Regions from separate parts of the Mus musculus genome. Here region 2 is linked to region 1. A link is a contact called in public Hi-C data. All regions are on one chromosome and are shown on one strand. Each heading gives the region's core, a stretch centred on a gene start, on an enhancer-like site or on the middle of the called end of the contact. The rest is flanking DNA. Distances are from core to core; before and after follow the strand shown. Region 1 holds the start of Shox2 (short stature homeobox 2). Region 2 holds the start of Tbx15 (T-box 15).

Region 1 (3,003 bases), core at 368-2,867:
CTCAAAGTTTAGGGGCTTCAAAGGAAAACAAATCCAAATTTCAAGTTGATTAATAGACTTAATATAATGTCTCTTTCGCCCCCAACTTTCCACTTAATGGCCTAAACAGGAACAGACCGTGTTATAAACAAGTTAATTGCTTGCTTAAATTTGTGATTCTACGCATGCCACATATTTTCTTAATTGGAAAAATATGGCAGCACACCAGTTACTGCAGTACCGAGTGCCAAATTAATTTTTAACTTTGAGTTGATGGACGCTTCACCGGTTAGATAAAGCCTTTTTCTAACACTGCTCTCTCCAAAAGTCTCTCTCTCTCTCTCTCTCTCTCTCTCTCTCTCTCTCTCTCTCTCTCTCTCTCCATCTCTTTCTCTCTCTCTCCTAAAGTACTGCACGATTCTAGCCAGTAAAGAAATTGTGTATGTAGTGTCCTCGTCGTCGTCCCCCACCCTCTACTCCTCAATTCCTCCACCGAGAGGGAATCACCTTGGCCTGGACCTTTGGCTGGCTCCTACCTTAACTGTTCAGTAAGAATGTGAAGTTTGGTCCCCAAGATCCGGAGATTTGGGGGCTTTGCAGAGTTACAGTGGTTTTGATGGCAAATCTAAAGAAGGGCAATGTCGTGTGGCTCTCCTCTTTCTCTCCCCTCCCCTTCTCTCCTTTAGGCTTAGGAAAGGGGTTCTGGCAAACTCGGGACTACGGGCTAGTTACAACCGGCCTCCTAGTGAGCCCCTGCCGCACCCCTTCTCGCCGCGGGCCACACAAACTTCGCCGTCCCGCAGCGCGGCCCCATCCTCCCGCTCGCGAAAAACATATTTCGGTGCAACCGGAGCGACAGAGAAGGGTGCGCGAAACCCCACGCCCTCCCCCACGCGAGGACCCCACCCACGACGGAGCAGTCTGGCCTCCTACCCCTCCACTATCCCGGTATCTCCCAAAGCTGGGGTCCAGGGCCCTCTGCGATGCCGCCCTCCTCCCGCTCGGGTCCCGGGTCCTCTCCCGCCCCGAGGATAAGGGAAGGCAGTAAGGGGAACCGCGGCCGGGGGCAGGCCGTTACCCTCCGTCAGCCGCGGGCTGCCGGGCTCCCTGCTCCGCTCCGCGGCTCCCATGTCCAGCTCCCGGACGGGAGAGCGCCCTCCTCCAGCTCCTCCGCCTGCTCCTCCTCCTCCAGCACCTCCTCCGCCTCCTCCGCCTCCGCCTCCGCCTCCTCCCGCGCCGCCGCCTCCGCCGGCCGCCCGGACTGCCGGGCTGCTGCGGTCGTCGCGGCCCGGCTCGACGCAACCGGGCTCTTTGGCCCCGCGCAGCGGCCCGCTCTCTAGCACCTCCCGGTACGTGATGGCCTCCTTCTTCTCCTTCACTTTCTGGTCAAAAGACTTGGAGACGAACGCCGTAAGTTCTTCCATCGCGGCCGCTGCCGCCGCCGGTCAACCTCGCGCTCAAGCTCTCCCTGCCGAGCCCCGCTCTTTTTTTCCTCCTTCTTTTTTTACTGCTCCAGCCCCCCCAATAATAACACATCAATGGGGCAGGGGGATGGGGGAGGAGAGGGAGGAGGAGGAAGAAGAAAAAGAGGAGAAGAAAGAAGAGGAGAAGTAGAAGGAGAAAAAGAAGTAAGAGGAGGAGGAGGACGAGGAGGAGGAGGAGGAAGGAGGGGGTAAAGGGGGAGAGGGGGGAGGAGGGAAGGGGCGGGGGCCGCCAGAGGGAAATGGGAACTGATGCTTCCCTGCCGGAGTGCGCGTGTTCAATGTTAAGATCTTTGACAATTCTTCCTGCGGAGAGTTCAGATCTGATAGCGACGCAGCTCTTGAAGTCTCACTATTTATACTTCCTAAAGGCGGGCCTCTTGTTCTGAGTAAATTACCTCCCCTCGCAACTCCTAGTGAACCCCTTCGCGGGTAGCAGGAGCGCCACTACCTGGGGTGGGGAGGAGAGGGAGTGGGGACGAGAGAGAGAGAGAGAGAGAGAGAGAGAGAGAGAGAGAGAGAGAGAGAGAGAGAGAGAGAGAGAGAGAATATGAATATGAATATTGAGGATGGAGGATCCAGGCTGGAGTCCACCGGGCTGGAGAGGGAGGGCAAGCAGGGGACCAGAGGGGGCGGGGAGAGGAGGCAGGTCCTCAGCGGTCGGGTTTTCTGATAGCCTCGGCCGCTGGTGCTCTTGGCCATTAATCCAGGATTGACAAGAATCCCTAATTAATTTAATTAAGCGTGGATTTTGCGTTGGTGTCACGACTTAGTAAAACACTGGGGAACTGGATAGACTTCTCGGAGGCGGGGCCAAGAGGAAACTGACAAGTGCATTGCAATCAGAGTCAGTGGGTATCCTCAGAGAGTACCCGACCCTACAGCCTCGCTCTGGGTGGGCATCCCAACTGCTCGACCCTACAATGATGACCCCTGGTCTCTGGCCCAGTATCGGGCTCTCTATGGTTAATAGGCCTAGCAACCATTCCAGTATTCCGTTCCTGCACCCTTTCTTGCTCCAAGCCGCTGCAGCTGCACAGCGGTGCATCCGGTCTTCACGCGCCTGCTGCGAATGGGGCTTCATTGCAGCACCTCGGAAGGCTTCACCTCCTTTTAGGATCTTCCGAACGCGCAGCCAGCCTCACTGAGTACTGGTCCCTGTAATTCACTCTACTACTTTGGAGTCAAAGCTGACTCCCATAAAGACACATCCCGCTAGAAGGGGTTGGTCGATTTAACTTGTTTCCTGAGCAGCTGTTCTCTGCCAGATTCGGTCTTAAGGTATTTTCTTACAGCCCGGTCAGGCGCAGTTCCATTTCGATTTTCTCTATGAGGTCTAAGGGTTCTTACTCCTTTTCCTAACAACTCCCTGCACCCTGCCCTTAATTATTTAGCATCTTGGGGGGCATTCTAGTTCGATTTCCTAATTCTGAAAAACAAAAGATGACTACTTTTTGAGTTCTGCGGAAAAAATTACCGATGTTGCTTGTCGCTCGACTAATTTTTGTTTACCGTGGACTGTGAAAAAAAGACTCACTCTTTG
Region 2 (2,700 bases), core at 173-2,672, about 32 Mb after region 1:
TGGTGAATGAACGGTCCTGAAAGCTTTAAAAGTGAGGCGTGGGAGCAAAGGGAGATCATTAGTAAGAGATGAGAGCCAAGTTCTGGAGATGAGGGGATTTGAAGAAATTTTGAAAAAGTTCCTTCCCAGCTATCAGAAGTCTTATCTATCTCCCCCCCACCCCCAACCCCGGCACCCGCTGTGGGTTCTTTGGAATAAGAGCCCGGGATAGGCGAAGCGCAGCTCAGAGTCTGCTGCGCTATGAAAGTTACTATTTGTGTGGTGCAGGGGCCCAGTCTAGCAGGGTAAGTTTGCAGACCCCGAGGCAAGCTAAGCGGCCCATGCAGGTCTCTTAACTCTCAGCGTGTCTGTCTCCTCCCTCCATCAGGTAGAACAAGGAGCGTGAAGTCCTGAAATGTTCAGTTATAAGGCCGAATGGCAGCAGGAAAATTTTTTGTTGTTGTTGTTTCGTTTTGCCTTAACCGGACCCGCTTAGAAAGTCATTGATCTGGAACACAGTAGAAACCTGCGTAGAGAAATTTGGGCAGATCTCAAAGCCCCTGGGGGCATGGGTGATATGATCAGAAATATCTTCTGCCTTTTTTTTTTTTTTTTTTTTTTTTTTTTTGAGGAGAGGGACAGGTTAGCATTTTGTCACAGCATCAGCTTCCCAGATCTGCATCTGAACTGAGTATGATAGCTAGCTCTATTAGATCCTGAGAGTTTGGAAGGAAACTGTATGGATTCGTATTTGGACTTGTAGAGTCTATAAGGGCGAAGATCAGATTTTGACTTTGAGCTGTCCCGACTGCCCTCCTCCTACAGAGAAACAAGTCGGGTGCCGGGAAGCCAGGGGTTAAAGTTGGCAGAGAAGCATCCTGGGGATGGCCAGCGCACAGCCTTGGCCCGAGCCTCAGTCTCTCCCTTCTCCCCATTGGCCCGAGCTCTCGGGCTTTCTCTTGTTCCTTTCTTGCCATTGGCTGGGGGCTGGCTTTCCTCCCCTCTGCCTTTTTCTGCTCCCCCTCCCTTTTCCCTCACCCCTCGGACAGGAGCTCACTGCCTACCCCCTGTTCCTCGGGAAGGGAGGAATTCAGGGGGGAAAAGTTTCCCAGAAGTTTGGATCAGGGAAGGACGGGAAGAACGAGTGGGGAAGGGGGAGAGGGAGGAGAAAAAGGAAGAGGGAGTGAATTTAAAAAAAAAAAAAAAAAAGAAAGAAAGAAAAGAAAAAAAAAAAAGAAAAGATGAAGTTCAGTCAGCAGAGTTTGTGAGCGCCTGCCCGGGTGGGTGGGGAGCTGGACTCAGTGCTCCATGCAACGGGCGGGCGGCGTTCCCCGCGCTAGTTCCTAGAGGCTGGGGCAGCTGGGGGCACCGGTCTGATCCGGCGGTCGAGGGCGGGGGAGGACACGGAGGGAGGGCGCAGATCACCCGCGGAGCCGCCGCCCCAGTTTCGGCCGCGGCGCCGCCGCCTCTCCAGGGCCGGGTCGGCGGGCGCTCGGAGCGTGCGGCCGCGGGGCTGCCAGCTCAGTAGCGCGGGCTAGAGGAGACCCGGGTGCGGGCGGCTAAAATGAGTGAACGGAGAAGATCTGCAGTCGCCCTGAGCTCCCGAGCACATGCCTTCTCCGTTGAAGCCTTGATCGGCTCAAATAAAAAGCGGAAACTGCGAGACTGGGAGGAGAAGGGGCTGGACTTGTCCATGGAGGCGCTGAGTCCCGCAGGCCCACTCGGAGACACAGACGACCCGGCGACACACGGCCTGGAGCCCCACCCGGGTGAGTGTGTCGGATCGGACGACGGGAGGCGGGTGGAGAAGGAACACCAGCCGGTATCCCCGCGAGTGGAGGGAGGCCCTGCCTGCTGACTCCCTGCCTCACTCCGACGGGGGTTCCTTTTTCTTGGCATAAATACCTTGAGCCTCCCTAAATTCGCCGGAACCAATTTGGGGGCCTGGCCCGAGCCTTGCATTTTAATCGCCAATTTCAAGGCCTACTTGCGTCCATCCCCCTTCTCTTGTGTCAGAGACTGAGGGCTGCGGGTCCCTGGGTTTGAAAGAGCTCAGTCAAAGACACTGGAGAAAGAGCCCAGTGGATCTGAGACTTGCTTCCGTGCTTCTGAGAGCCCCCGAGTGCTGCCAGACGAAGCCTATAAGGCAGCCATGGGAAATGTTCCGGTTTTCTCTTTTAGTTTCTCTCTCAACTAAGTTTTAGATGGTGGAGTATAATTATTTCTATTTCACTGGGGACATAGTAGATAGACACTGTATCCTGAGACCCAGGTCTTTAATCCGTGCCCACATCTCAGTATTTGGGTGGGTGCACGTTTCAACTAATTTTCTTAGATCTCTCCATATTGTACATAATTAATATGCACAAAACACTTAAAACTCAAGGCGGATGTCAATGTGTGTATTTTAACAGAACCCTAAGAGGGAGAAAACAGCTTCACATTTTGTATTTAGTGCCAAGATTTCAACAGTGCAAAACAGCCCGGGGGAACAGCTGTTGTCAAAATCCTGTAAGCACGCTCACAAACACTACACTCATAACTCGGTTTAGCGGCTTCAGAATATTTTCAACAACTAGTATTTTCAGCCCAGATTTCTAAGGCCCTGCAGAAGGTGTCCCTGCGGACCAGCTAGGATCCAGGACTAGACTCCTTGTCCTACACGGCTTGGGGGTGGGGGGGAAGAGTCAGGCAGCCGCCCACACAGGAATGGGAGCAGCA

The links. A called contact is a pair of places that touch in the nucleus more often than the background predicts.
Region 2: a contact with region 1 is called in a Hi-C map of uterus, with 14 times the contacts expected there. The contact joins the promoter of Tbx15 here to the promoter of Shox2 in region 1. A contact is called at or near these places in 1 of 39 promoter capture datasets (cranial neural crest) and 2 of 484 Hi-C or Micro-C datasets (LSK cells and uterus).

Annotation. Positions count from the first base shown.
Region 1 is chr3:66,980,154-66,983,156 of GRCm38.p6, forward strand. It overlaps Shox2 (short stature homeobox 2), which reads right to left and starts at 1,618. Exons shown (of 5, transcript NM_001302357.1): 1 at 1,058-1,618. The coding sequence starts at 1,403. It also overlaps a transcript of Rsrc1 not described here.
Region 2 is chr3:99,252,338-99,255,037 of GRCm38.p6, forward strand. It overlaps Tbx15 (T-box 15), which reads left to right and starts at 1,423. Exons shown (of 8, transcript NM_009323.2): 1 at 1,423-1,748. The coding sequence starts at 1,544.